4 separate regions of the Mus musculus genome follow, and regions 2, 3 and 4 are each linked to region 1. The links are chromatin contacts, called in public promoter capture Hi-C maps. All regions are on one chromosome and are shown on one strand. Each heading gives the region's core, a stretch centred on a gene start, on an enhancer-like site or on the middle of the called end of the contact. The rest is flanking DNA. Distances are from core to core; before and after follow the strand shown.

The links. Promoter capture Hi-C pulls out the DNA fragments that hold promoters and counts their contacts. Capture Hi-C pulls out chosen DNA fragments and counts their contacts.
Region 2: a promoter capture Hi-C map of liver shows a contact between it and region 1, with 6 times the contacts expected there. The contact joins the promoter of Emp2 here to the promoter of Ercc4 in region 1. A contact is called at or near these places in 2 of 39 promoter capture datasets (liver and pre-B cells).
Region 3: a promoter capture Hi-C map of adipose tissue shows a contact between it and region 1, with 3 times the contacts expected there. The contact joins the promoter of Nubp1 here to the promoter of Ercc4 in region 1. A contact is called at or near these places in 1 of 484 Hi-C or Micro-C datasets (CD4 T cells) and 1 of 9 other capture datasets (adipose tissue).
Region 4: a contact with region 1 is called in a promoter capture Hi-C map of pre-B cells, with 3 times the contacts expected there. The contact joins the promoter of Mcm4 here to the promoter of Ercc4 in region 1. A contact is called at or near these places in 1 of 39 promoter capture datasets (pre-B cells) and 1 of 9 other capture datasets (adipose tissue).

The regions. Positions count from the first base shown.
Region 1 is chr16:13,107,949-13,111,315 of GRCm38.p6, forward strand. It overlaps Ercc4 (excision repair cross-complementing rodent repair deficiency, complementation group 4), which reads left to right and starts at 1,788. Exons shown (of 11, transcript NM_015769.2): 1 at 1,788-2,193. The coding sequence starts at 1,987.
Region 2 is chr16:10,312,129-10,315,495 of GRCm38.p6, forward strand. It overlaps Emp2 (epithelial membrane protein 2), which reads right to left and starts at 1,840. Exons shown (of 5, transcript NM_007929.2): 1 at 1,684-1,840.
Region 3 is chr16:10,410,139-10,413,505 of GRCm38.p6, forward strand. Nubp1 (nucleotide binding protein 1) reads left to right here and starts at 1,800. Exons shown (of 11, transcript NM_011955.2): 1 at 1,800-1,857; 2 at 1,932-2,036. The coding sequence starts at 1,839.
Region 4 is chr16:15,635,572-15,638,938 of GRCm38.p6, forward strand. It overlaps Mcm4 (minichromosome maintenance complex component 4), which reads right to left and starts at 1,829. Exons shown (of 16, transcript NM_008565.3): 1 at 1,540-1,829; 2 at 1,050-1,211; 3 at 615-778; 4 at 422-523. The coding sequence starts at 1,609. It overlaps Prkdc (protein kinase, DNA activated, catalytic polypeptide), which reads left to right and starts at 2,295. Exons shown (of 86, transcript NM_011159.2): 1 at 2,295-2,471. The coding sequence starts at 2,318.

The DNA of each region.
Region 1 (3,367 bases), core at 538-3,037:
CAAAAATGCAACGTCCCCCAACAGTGGGTTGTTGGGGGTGGCTGGGATACGTCTTGGCTTCCCAAGGGAGAACGCAGGAGTTCCTCAGCTCCTCAACGCTCTGTTCCTGGCACTTTCTACCTCATTCTGACCTTAGTTTCTCCTTCACAGTCCCCTTTGAAGCTAAGTCCCCTGCCTCTCCTTTGCCCCTAAGCACATCTTTATGATTATATTGGGCATACCTGGATAAGTCAATATCATTTCTCCATCTCAAGAGTTTAGCTCAATGACATCTGTGAAGTCTCCTTTGCCATGAAAAATAATAGGTTCTGGGAATTCAATCTTTGGGTTGCATTATTCTGCCTGCCACAACCTGGGAGGAATCACCCACACACCCACACACCCACCTCTGAATGTGTGCTGAGTAACTACTTACTGTACCCTGAACCAACGCTAAGAAACATACCATCCAGCTCTGTGGCCTTGCCTGATTATATAACCGGCTTGTTGAACTGCAGGCATTATCTCCTGGCTCCCAGACATGCTGCGCGGAAAGCGTCTGCAGGCATCTCTGTCCACTTCAGGAAGATGCAGAAATTATTAGATGCTCTTTTAACTGTGACTAGACAGAAGGAAAACGCTGGAAGAAGCAGAGGAGAGAGAGAAAACAAATCCACTTGCAGCGGCTGATGTGAAGGGAGATTGGTAAACGGGAAGGCAATGTAATGAAGGTCGAGCAAACTCAAATAAATGTGTCCTTTTTCTCCCACTAATCGTCCATTCGAGAAACGTACCTTGAGGGTTTGAGTGAACTTCTGTATGAACTAAGCTAGTGAAATGCTATGTTGCGTGCTGGTGGGAGGAGTGGGAGCCAACTAAACGTTCTCCAGTAACTAGACAAGTATATGCCTCCACATTACAGAAAACCCAGCCACATAAAGGACAGAGATTTAGGGAAAATTTGTGACGGAACTCAGGATCTACCACTAAGTTACATCCTAACACCCTTTATATTTGTGCTGGAGGTCTCCATCTCTAGCTCAGGCTGGCCTTGAATTTACTTCAACAAGTGAGATAGCCTGTCCCACCTGGAGAAACCAAAAATCTGGTTTCGAATCTTGGTTGTTTATTATTTCATATAATTAAGCAGGCAAGCAGCCGCACAAACTGAGCAGCGGCAGAGGGTAGGGGGCACGCAAAAGTATGTTGTTAACCATGGTTATTCCTGAGTAATGGAACAATCCTATTTTGCCTTCATTTGTATTTCGTATGGGCTGAAAATAAAGGGGAATGGAGAATTCTGAGAGAGAATGCCTCCTAGATTGCTTACCTGGAGGTTTTTTTAGGTAGTTACAAACACGACCCAAGATGTCCCTCTAGTGGAAGGAACGCGGCTGCAACTGGCACCTGATGGAGGCTTTGTAAAATAACTTACTGAGTTCAAGACCTTTGCAAACAAGAGACTGAAACTCATAAGGTATTGTGCTTATTAAAAATTTTCAAGGCGGGGAGGGGGAGGAATACTTGCAAAAGTAGAGACAAAACCCTCACACTAGGAAAACGATGTCGATTCTGGATGCACTTGGAATACTGACAGCAACATTCTGAACTGTCGGTATTGGAGGATTACGCGGATTAGACTTCTCTGTTTGCATTTTGTTAGTTTATGCCTAGGTCTAGAGAGCCAAAGGATGGGGAACCTAAACACACGCGCGCGCACGCGCGCTAACGCTTTCTGCGCCTCTCGGCTGAGTTCGGGTAGACCTGCCCTGGGCTCGGGCACATTCCGGCCACACTTGTCCCCGCCTCGATTCCTTTTCGGCTACAATCGGTTGGCTCTCTTGAACTCGGCTCCCTTCGGCTACATCCGGCCTCTCTCAGTCGGCCATTGCAGTTACATCTGTTCTGCGCTCCTTCGGCCCTGGCGTCTCTCCCTGCGTTCGGCCAGCGTTCGGCTGGACTCGGCTCTTTCCGTCAGCGTGCGGCCGCGGTCCCGGAAGGGCGCCCATGGAGCCAGGCCTGTCGGGCGAACGGCGGAGTATGGCGCCGCTGTTGGAGTACGAGAGGCAGCAGGTGCTGGAACTGCTCGACAGCGACGGGCTGGTGGTGTGTGCCCGCGGACTCGGCACCGACCGGCTCCTCTACCATTTCCTGCGGCTTCACTGCCACCCGGCCTGCCTGGTGCTGGTGCTCAACACGCAGCCGGCCGAGGAGGTGCGACTGCGGGATGGGTAGACCCAAGGGTTTGGGGGACATCCGATGCGAGATCGGCGCGGTAGGAACGCGGAGCTGTACGGTTGCAGGGACTCCGAGCCCATGCAGATCTTAAACAGGGCACGAAAGGGAATGAATTAAGATCCCAGGGGGGAGATGCGGGGCACCTACACAGTTCCAAGTCGCTGCGAAGGAGGGAAGGGAACCCCAGGGAAATTGAAGTGGCTGCCACGACAAGGGAGGGCATTGAGTGAGGGTCCTGGAAGGAGATCCTGGACTCTGACACTGCGGGATGACTGCCAAGTATAGAATGCATCCCAAGAAAGTCTTGGGTTCCTCTATTGACATGGGAGAGCATTGAATACAGGGCCCAGACACAGTTTGAGGACACTGAGAATACGGGTCCCACACACTCCTTAACACTGAAAAGGAGAGGGGCGAGTAGGCTACACATTGAGGTAGAGTAGTGGATTGAATTGCACTGCAAAGGAGAGACGGTATCAGAATCTGGGTAGGAATAGTGTTTGAGTTTGAAGTTGGATATAAGGGTGTTTGGAGGACAGAGTGTGGTCCCTAAAAGGACAATGACGAGGATGATAGGGTCTCTGAGAGTTATTACTTTCTAGTAGAAAAGGAGACCTTGAGACTTAACAAAAGAAGAGGGATTAGGGAAATGGGGGTGGGGGTGCAGAAGTTAAAGCTAAGGGAGCGATCAATCTGGGTTACAGAGAACAGGTGATCCTGAGGACAGTGGAATGAGACATGCCTTGCTGCGGATGTTGAGAGATGTGGACATAGCCTAGCATGATGAATCTGATGATCCCCTAGGTGTAGTGGCCAGGAAGAAAATGTCAGCTGAGAAGAGTCACTAACAACTCCTTTAAAGGCTGAGGCCCTGTTGGATTCCCCAGGAATCTACAGTGCTTGGCATGGTACTTTGTGCAATGTAAGATGCCCAGAAAAGTGGCATTAGACTGAGAGACTAATGGGCCATTGGACCTATGGACATTCTGGCATCTCTCTAGGAAGTATCAATACTGATCTAACAGTCTAAAGTGTTGTCTGCAGAGAGGAATCCCTTGTCTCAAAACCCGACTTTGGCTGGAAGTAGTTTCTAGGTAGTAGAAAACTTTTTTTAAAGATTTTTTTTAATAATTTATTTATTTATTATATG
Region 2 (3,367 bases), core at 590-3,089, 2.8 Mb before region 1:
AATATGCTCTGTATTTACAATTAAATTCTCCCTTGGGGCAGAGTGAGCTTGAGAGGGGGCCTCTCTTGATGGTGGGGCGGCACCTCCCCGCCCTGCTCTGCCCTCCCCCTCCCTATTGGCTCCCTCCCCAGCTTCCCACACAAACACCCTTGCCCAGATTGCAGGCCAACCTCAGCTTCTGCATTTGAGGGACAGAGAAGGCTCCAGGCTGTGTGACCGGCTCTCTCTGATTCTCCATTCTTGTGGGGGTGGAGGTGGTAAAGATCCAAAACCCCTTGGAGGAAAAACAGGTTCTGCACTTTCTGGCCACCCCTAGTGCCTCCCTGGGCTGTGGGCCGGGTATCTATCTGCCCAATACCTTGCAGGGGACCCACACCTCTTACAAGGTCTCTCCCCATTTCCTGCAGCCCACTGAGGTATCTCCTGGTGGGAATGAGTGGAGTCACGGGGAAGACAGGGTGAAGGTGTGGCTTCACAGCCTTGAGTAGCTAACTCTGCCAGGTCTCTAGGCCAGGTGTCTCCCAGAATAAGGCTTTCTGGGAGGAGGCGGGAGAAGCCCAATGCATACTCCCATTGGCCTTCCACATTCTCTTCCCTTGGGTCTCTCCTGTAACCTGCATGGATCCATCCTACTGAACCCCTTACATTATTTGAAAGTGACATTCCAGGGAGAGGTGGTCAGCCTCCATGTCTAGGTTTTGGAATTTCTCTCTGATTCGGAATGCTCAAGCAGAGGCGGCTAGAGGCGTCTTTTGTGCCTCTCATTGTGGTAAGAGCACAGCATTTATGATGTAAACCATTTGTAATTCTACAAGCACATGGCCTGAAATGAACCAGCAATGTTGAGTGACGCCCACTACTATCTATACTCAAAACGTTCCATCATCCGCAATTAAATCTGTACCTGTTAAATAGTCCAAAATCCCAGCCATCTCCATCGCCTGGCAATGATCACCACCCACTCTGGATTGCCTTTGAACTTGTAGGTTCTAGATGCCTCATAGTAGTGGGACCCTCCTGAACTGAACCTAGATGCTTCAGTCCTTCTCCAAGCTTGGCATGCACACTCAGTTATACCTCCTTTTCCCGTGGAATCATGGGTGCCATCCCTTCTTCCCTTTAAAGCCCACAGATCTGCCACAGTAGTCAAGAGCAGGCAGGGGGGCCATCCTTGGAGCTTACCCCCCAGGCTGGGACACCGTTAAGAACCCAAGGAAGCTGCCCCCTCGCCGCTGTGGGGCGCCACGGAGCCCAGACCCGGAGGAGTGCGCGGCCCTCAGGGACCCGAGGACCAGGTCCTGTCTGATTGGTACTGCTTGGGAATCAGACGCTGAGTACAACAGGCAACAAGTGGGCTACTCTGGAGTTCAGAGCTTTGGGCCAGCGATGGTGGAGAGGGGATCCGCCCTGACTCTTTCCCAGACTTTTCCCGCCCACTTGGACGCAAAAGGTGGCGAATGCCACCCAGGGGTGGCAGGGTGGCCTTGGGGGGCACCAAAGGGAAGGTCTGCGCCACAGAAATCTGGAGAAGGAGCAACGGGACTGCCGCACGAACCGCACCCCAACCCTTCCCCGTCAAGCACGGATCCCCTGGCCTGTCCCGATTCCTAAAGAGGGCACACTGCTCCCTGTCATTCCGGAACCCCGACGTCACCGCAGTCCCTTGTCGCGCCCCCAACTCACCGGGCACGGGCGTCTGGACACAGTGGCGGGCTGCGCGTGGGGCGAGGCGCCGGCTGTTTTGAAGCTTGGGGCTGGGACTGCGCGGCGTCCTCCGCCCTCCGGGCTGCCGAGCCTCCTCCCTGCCGCCCTCTCCCTAGCCCGCCTCCCTGCCCGCCCGTGATGTCAGGAGCCGCCGATCCAGGGGGCGGGACCACGGGAGGCCGGGCGCCCCCCCCCCCCCCACCTCCCCTTGCTGGGCCGTCCAGCAGCACTCTGTAAAGTTCGAGGGAGCTGGAAGTCTCCTGCTGGGATCATCGCTGCCCTTCTCATCTCTGCCGCCCCTCTTCTCCTGACTGCAGGGTCAGGACCCTGAGATTTCCACTTCTTTCCGAGCAGCCCTCTCTGTCTCTTACTAATTTAGCTGGTTGTTAATCTCTCCTGCCTCAGTTTCCTATGATAGAAAAGGAAGGCGTGGCGGGACCTTGTCCTGAGGCCTAAAGGCCACACTCGGTGCCTCCTGGAGAGGCTGAGTTGATATGAGCCAAGCCATAACTGAAAAATCAATTCCTTCCCCGAAGTAAGACCACCATAAGGACCAGTCTTAAGATTCCTTCAAGCCTGGCCAGGCCTGAGAAGTTTGATATAGAGGATCCAAGTTGTGATCTCAATTGGGCATTGTATCCTTGCTTTCTCTTTTTCTTTTCTTAAGCACTTTTAATCTCTCTCTCTCTCTCTCTCTCTCTCTCTCTCTCCCCTCTCTCTCTCCTCTCTCTCCTCTCTCTCTCTCTCTCCCCTCTCTCCCCTCTCTCCTCTCTCTCCTCTCTCTCTCTCTCTCTCCCCCCTCTCTCCTCTCTCTCCTCTCTCTCCTCTCTCTCTCTCTCTCCCCTCTCTCCTCTCTCTCCTCTCTCTCTCTCTCTCCCCCCTCTCCTCTCTCCTCTCTCTCTCTCCCCTCTCCCCTCCTCTCTCTCTCCCCCCCTCTCCTCTCTCTCCTCTCTCTCTCTCTCTCCCCTCTCTCTCCTCTCTCTCCCCCCCCTCTCTCTCCTCACTCTCTCTCTCCCCCCCCTCTCCTCTCTCTCCTCTCTCTCTCTCTCCCCTCTCTCTCTCCTCTCTCTCTCTCTCCCCCCCTCTCTCCTCTCTCTCCTCTCTCTCTCTCCCCTCTCTCTCCTCTCTCTCCTCTCTCTCTCTCTCTCTCTCTCCCCCCCTCTCTCTCTCCTCACTCTCTCTCTCTCCCCCTCTCTCTCTCCTCTCTCTCTCTCTCCTCACTCTCTCTCCCCCCCCCCTCTCTCTGTGTGTGTGTGTGTGTGTGCACGCGCGCATGCACTTTGAAGAGCTGATTTTCTCCTTCCTTCTTGGCAATGCTCCTGAGGATCACCAGGCCACCAGGCTTGGACAGCAAGTGCCTTCACCTGTCAGAGCCTTCTTGCCACATCAGTTATTTCTGTTTTCAGTATTTTTTTAATTACATTTGTTCACTTACTTATTTGCTTGTGTGTATGGAGAGCACACATGGAGAGCAGAGAGAACCTTCCACTGTATAGATCCTGAGGAGAGAACTCAGGTCCTCACATCTAGTGGCAAGTGTCCTTATTATCCTCTGCCCCTGCTGCTGTGATAAACACCAGGTCCAAAAACAACTCAGAGAAGAAAGGATTGGTTGCACCTCACACTTCAGGAAAAGCAGAGCTCAGGTGGGAACCTGGGGCAG
Region 3 (3,367 bases), core at 550-3,049, 2.7 Mb before region 1:
GAATGCTGAGACTGGAAGAATAGTCCTCCCCATGGAAGAGCACACCAACGGAATGGTCACCTTTAAAAATAGATATACAAGTATCTTTTATACAGAGTGAACAGATTGTATGTGTGTATGTGTGTGTGTATGTTTTTAAATGTAATATGTAGCATATGTAATAATGTTGTGGGGTATTCATCAGAGATGACTGTTCAGACATGGGTTTAAGCTAATGGGAAGATTTTGCTATTCAGTATCCCAGTGGAGCACTGAGCCTTTCTTGGAATAAACTTTTAGGCACAAAAACCATGTTCTGGGTTAACCTACTTCAGTAACAAGAACAGATAGCCAGAATCAGCTCTACAGAAGCAAAAAAGAGAGGTTAGTACAGTTAGAGACTTTCCCAGAGTCATGGACTTTGGTGGATTAGGTCTTTGTTTTCATTTTGGCAGGTGCTGCTGTCTATGTGCTGAGTGTTACAGCCTGAATGGCACTTCCATCATGGAGTCAGTTGTGCTAAGGTCTGGGGCCCTGTCACAATAACAATGAAAAAAAAAAAGTCCATGAATTTGATAAACAGCAAGGAGAGGTGGTAAGGTTTGGGGGAAGGAAAATGAAGGGAGAAATGATGTAATTATAATCTCAAAAATAAATGAAAAATATTTAGAATCGTTCAATGAAAACAGTAACAACCACCACCATCTTGTGCCAAAGTTGCATGCAGCCAAGCTCCCATGGCTGTGACCATGGACAGGATGTCTTCATGGAGTCTAAACACTGCTCCACAGACACAGACAGGCCATTTGTCTAAACACTCACAGACACATACAGGAGAAATGGTAGCAGCAAGGACAGTGGGGACCTGCAGAAGTGAGAGAAAGCTAGGGAAAGCTCCCAGTGGGGGCACAGGAGTGGGTTTGAAGAGGTTTCACTGAACAGATCTGAGGGGAAGCAACAAAACACAAAACAAAGTATTTTTCTAAATAGCACAGCAATTTTAAGAGGGCGGGGGTGTCAGCCCAGGAATGCTGGTGGTGCACATTGTAATCCCAGCAACTGAAAGACGGAGGCAGGAGGATCAAATGAGAACTTACACTGCTGGCGATTGAATTTATGGCTTTTCACTTGCTGGACAGGTACTCTACCACTGAGCTACACCCCTTTATAAAGTCTCCCCTCTTAGCCAAACATGGCAAGAAAATCATTAATTCAAGATCAGCTTGAGCAGAAGAGAGGAGAGGAGAACAGAGAAGAAATAGAGAGGGACGGACAAAGTGTTTTGTTGGATCTGTATTGTTTCAGTGCTGGGGACTAAATATAGGACCTCATGCATGATAGATCAAGCACTCTACCAATTGAGCCACAATCCCAGCCTGTAACAGAATCTAGGGTAGGGCAGATTATTTGAAACTGAGTAAATATTGACATTGATTGTACTTTTATTAGTAGTACTGCATCAACACTGAGGCCACGGAGAATAACGTTCGTTGGCGACAAAAACCATACTTAAAAAAACAAAACAACAACAAAAACAAAAACAGAATCAAAAACCTGCATTATGTGTAAGAGTCCATCCTCGCTTTCCCTATGAGTTCTGGGATTTGGATACAGGCTGGCTCAACAGAATCTTTAATCGTTAGAGCCACTTCATTTGCTCAGGTATCATATATTTCTGAGTCTCGCCCTGTTTTAGCGGGAAGAGGCATAGGAATCCCACCCACTGCACACACGGTTTTGCGCGTGCGCAGTCCTGGTCTGGCGAGACAGTTCCCGCGGCCGGGGGGTCAGATTGGACCTGCGAGGCGGAAACACGCCCCTGAGGTTCCGGCGAGCGCAGCCCGGGCAAGAGCGGCAGCATGGAGGAGGCGCCCCACGGTGAGCTATCGCAGGACGTGTGGGTGGTCCCGCTGGGACCGAACCACTCTGACTGTGCCTTCGTCTTCCCGCAGGCTGCCCCGGGGCCGACAGCGCCCAGGCCGGCCGAGGAGCCTCGTGCCAGGGATGCCCCAACCAGAGGCTGTGCGCATCCGGAGCCGGCGCTGCTCCGGATCCCGGTGAGGAAGCGGCGGGCAGATCAGGAAGTGGAAGGGGCGGGACTTGAGGGTGAATGGCAGCGGCTAGTGGGCAGTATTCTAATTGGTTGGGGGGAGGGCGTAGAAGGCGGAGCTTGAGCGAGAGGGAGGTTTTAAAAATCAAATAGCGGAAAAACAGTGATGGAAATGGAGGTTTAGTCTGATCTGCGGTAGACAGGGAACCGAAGGGGGCATTAAAATAAGCTTGGCGGCACAGGCTTGTTCCCCCGGAACTTGAGGGGCAGAAGCAGGAGGATGGCTACAAGTTAAAAGCCAGCCTGGACTACAGGATGAGACCCTGTATGAGTGAATGAATGAATCAGTGAATGAATGAATGAATGAACGAACGAACATTAGGTCGAGTGTGTTGGCACATGTTTGTAATCTCAGCATTTAAGAGGCTAACCCCGGGCTTAGATGAGACCCTGTCTTTATTAAAAAAAAAAAAAAAATCAGTAAATAGGACCTCAAAGAAGGATAGAATAGATAAAAGTGATGTCGGGCAGGTACAGGGCTTAAGTAATAACCGCTACCTCAGTATCCACAAGGCCAAGCACAGAGAGGAGAATGGAAAAATACTGAGATCTTTCAGGCCTGAGTCCTGGCACATGTCCATCACAGGTCACAGAGGCTCTGCTCTCTCTGTGGCAGAGAGAAGGACCCTCCTGTTAAGGAGTCTATCTTTCAGCAGACATGAATGTTCATTATCTCAGTGGAGAGACAGATGGGGGACTGAGAGCAAAGTGGGGAGGAAGCAGGAGCAGGCACGTTAAACTCACCAGGGATCAGCACTGTGAGGGGCCATCTCCAGGGCGAGGAGGACTGAAAGCCTAGCTGGAAGGAAGGCTTTTCAGAGAGAGGCTGGGTTTGGTTGTTGAGTCTCCTGAAAACTGATCTTGAGCAAGAATGCCCTCATGGTGAAGACCAGTCTCCCCACAGTGTAGTCTGTAAAGATTTGAAACAAGACGTGACATTGGAAACCCAGTACGTTGCTGGGATGGTTGCTTCTGAGAGCCTGTGAGTTTCCCATCTGCAGCCCTGGGGACATTGGAGTTGATCATCCCTTGTACTGGGCCTAACCTGTGCTTAAGACACTTAGCATCCATCATCCGAGATGCCAGTAGTAGTCCCTCCTGTGGCATCCAGAGAATTTCTGCAGATGTTAGCAGATGCCTCCTGGGTTCTGTTGAGGAGCTGGGCTTTGAACACCCCACTCTCTCCTCGGAGGGCATGTGCTACTGCATAAATAAGACAATCTTTTCAGGTTGGTAGTGACCGTATTTTCTTCCTAGCATTTATTTTTAGTTTGCTGA
Region 4 (3,367 bases), core at 579-3,078, 2.5 Mb after region 1:
AATTTTTTATGAGTATATAGCTATCTGTACACAAAAATAATTTCTCTGTTTTGGGTTTGAGACAGGGATCCCATTAAGAAGCACAGGCTGGCCTTGGACTTGCTGTAAGCATTTACTACCTAGCTGCTCGTGGTGGCATGCACTTTTAATCACACTCAGAAGGCATATGCGTGTGTGAGCTCCAGGAAAGACTGGTTAACAGATCCAGCTCCAGGATAGCCAGGGGAACATAGAAAAACCATCTTGAAATACCAAGAACTAAGGAAAAAAAAAGTATATCACCATTTTCCGCATGGCATATCCCTTTTCTGGAATAAAATCTAGACCACTAACAACCTGCTATTATGCACCATGGCTATTCACACATAGGTTATACTTTCACCCGAAGTCTCAGACTGAGTTTTAGTGTACATAAGCTTACCTGAAAATTCTCTTTACATGTTGCCACATTCACATCTGTTCCCCAAATCACAAGCTTTTGGCCTAGAGACTGTTCACTTGGTACGATGTCTTCTGCTGCTGCCTATTGAGAAAGCGAGGATAGAAACATGTTAATGGGATGACCTACTTTATGCTCTCAAGGTAACACCATCAGAGATCTGCTTTGTACTCACGCCATCAGACTGCAGATCCACCTGCAAACCCTTTCGTGCTGAGCCCAGATCTGGCCTCTGCCTTACAGGTGTGCCTCTCACCCCACTTCTTGGGGTTCCTTCCACTCGCGAGCTGGGAGTGCCATATGTCAATGGTGAACTAACATCAAAGTCCAAAGGAATAGCTATAAAGACAAGATATTTAGCTTTACCATGAAATCCCCATAAGCACATCAAATCCCAATTCCGGAATGCTGTTTGACAATTTAAACAGAATACTTTACTGCAATCTTTCATACCCCAATTGTAGTTCTACTATAAAGTATGCTTTCTTTGCTCACTAGGTCCTAAAATGTACCAACTCTGCTTCTCTCCTCAGGTGTTTCAGTGAAGAATCTATCAGTACACACAGAATAATAGCAACTGGTAAACCAGCAAAACCGACGGCTGACCCACCTAAAGAATGCATCTGAGGAGGGCTGGAAAACAAGGCATTCTGTGCAGGTGGGCTCTGCAGGTCGGCTCCTGGTGAGGTGGGCATTGGCAGTAGCTCTCCGGTGGAAGAATCTTCGCCTCTACGTCTCCGATTGGGTGACGACCTGCTTTCCTCACTTCGAACTTCCGTCATACAAAACAAAAAAGACGATCAACGCTCAAGCTTAGTCTTCCAGGAAGTGCCTTAGGGTAGTCATATTACTTAAACAAGAACACCCCCCCCCCAAAACCCTCAAACTGGAACAGAGGGACAAGGTGTAGGAAAAGGTGGGTCAACTGAACTGACCACGCCAGACTGCCTGGAGACGAGAGCCCAGTATGTGGGTGACAGAGGCTACTATATGCTCAAGGCCTGTCAACCACACACCAGGCTCGAAGGACTCAGGACTTTCCACAGTGCTGCGGGAAGAGACACGAGGCGGAAAGGGGGCAGATGAAGGAGGGAACTCACGGGACTGGGTTGGGGTGACTCGTCCGCGTCGGCTGCTGCGGCGGCTCGGGGTGGATGCCGGGGACGACATGGTGCTGTGGTTGCTGCGCGACAAAAGAAATCTGGCTCTCAGTTGTCCCGCTCCGGGACCTCTCGTACCTCGGATCCGGGTTAGTTGCAAACGCGCACAAAACGGCGAGTCAGGGTTCTGCGCCACCCAGGAGAACGTTCCTGGGCCCGCAGGGTGAAGCGATTCCCGCCAGCCGCTCTGTCGTCACAGCGACCGAAGACGCCTGGCCAATCAAAGAGGCAAGCGCGCGTAGCTCCGCCTCCGGAAAGCGCCGTAAGTGAACTCTGAGAAAAGGTTTCCGGCCAATCACAGCGGCAAAGGCGTGTAGCTCCGCCTCCGGAAGGCGCCACTGCAAGCCGGAGGGGGAGTTCTCGACCGCTACCTAGGAATTACAGCCTAGATTCACTTGCACGCCCCTCGCCTTGGATGGGCCAGCCTGCAGCGGGATTGCGTTTTGGCGGGAAACCCGGGGCCGGCACAACTCCCTTGTGTGTTTACATTTGCGTTGTCCCGAGTGCAAACACCAATCTGTGATATCTCCGCATGGTTAGACTGGTTCTGTCCCTTTGCATTCCGATGTGTACATGTTAAACGCTACAGATCTGCAGGCCGGTGCGCGTCTTCACCCCCCCACCCCCGCGAGAGTATAAGGGAGCAGTTCCGGCTGGGCCTTCAGGGAAGAGCTGGCTAGAGTGCTGAGACGCGCATGCGCGAAGCGGTGCCGGCGTGATGGCGGAGGAGGGAACCGGCGTACGGTGTTGGCTACTGCAGCTGCAGGAGTTCCTGTCCGCAGCAGACCGCTGCAGTGCTGCCGGGGCCAGTTACCAGCTGATTCGTAGTCTGGGGCAGGAGTGCGTGCTGAGCACTAGCTCTGCAGTGCAGGGTGGGTAAGGTCCCTAGACGCAGGGCTCAGCGTTTCTCTCCGTGGTGCGTGTAGTCAACGTCCCGTAAAGTTTATGGAATTGGTAGATGTGTATACTGCTCTCTTCCTAGTATCTGAGGAAGATGCTTTAAAACAGGTGTTGGAAAATGACCACCAAGTTTGGTAGTCATTTTTATCCAAAGTTGGATGAGAGTGCAAGATGGAAGTATTTTCTTCCAGAATAAACTCGCTTGAACTCAATAGGACCTTGACAAAAATCCTTTTTTCGTTGCACCATGTTTTCAGAATAATTGCAAAAATTAATGAAAGTCATGCAATTCTGTAGACATTTTTATTTTTTAGGTTAGGTATTTCCTATCTTGGGCTATAGCCCAAGATAGTCTGGAATTTACTATGTATGTAGAACAAGCCTTCAAATACTGGGGTTATAGATGTGAGGTACCACACGTGCCTTGCTCTTTTTAACCATTTAGTAATTGATGTGTTAAAATAGAGGCTCGAATCTGAACACAGCACACTGGGCCAAAAACAGTTCCACGTGTAAGAGGTTTGGAGGGGGTGGCAGAAAGAGAAGGCGCAGAGAGAGAGAGAGTGAGAGAGGGAGGGACATTCCCTTTATTTATATGGAAAATGACAACACAGGTAAAGGTGGGAGGTGAGCCAAGTGGATATTCTGGGAATATGGTGCCTGATGTCTTGGCAACAGGTCTGCTGGCCTTGCTGTCGCCTATGTGATGTCATAGGTTTGGGAGGTCCTGATGCCAACATACCTCCCTTGTTATAATAAAGAGAAGGAAAGAAAAAGGGAGGGGAAAGCCATGGTGAAAAGGGAGCAAGGGTGTTGTGTCTCTTAAGCTGCTTCCTGTTGTCTAGGGTGTCAATTTTGGGGGGTAGCT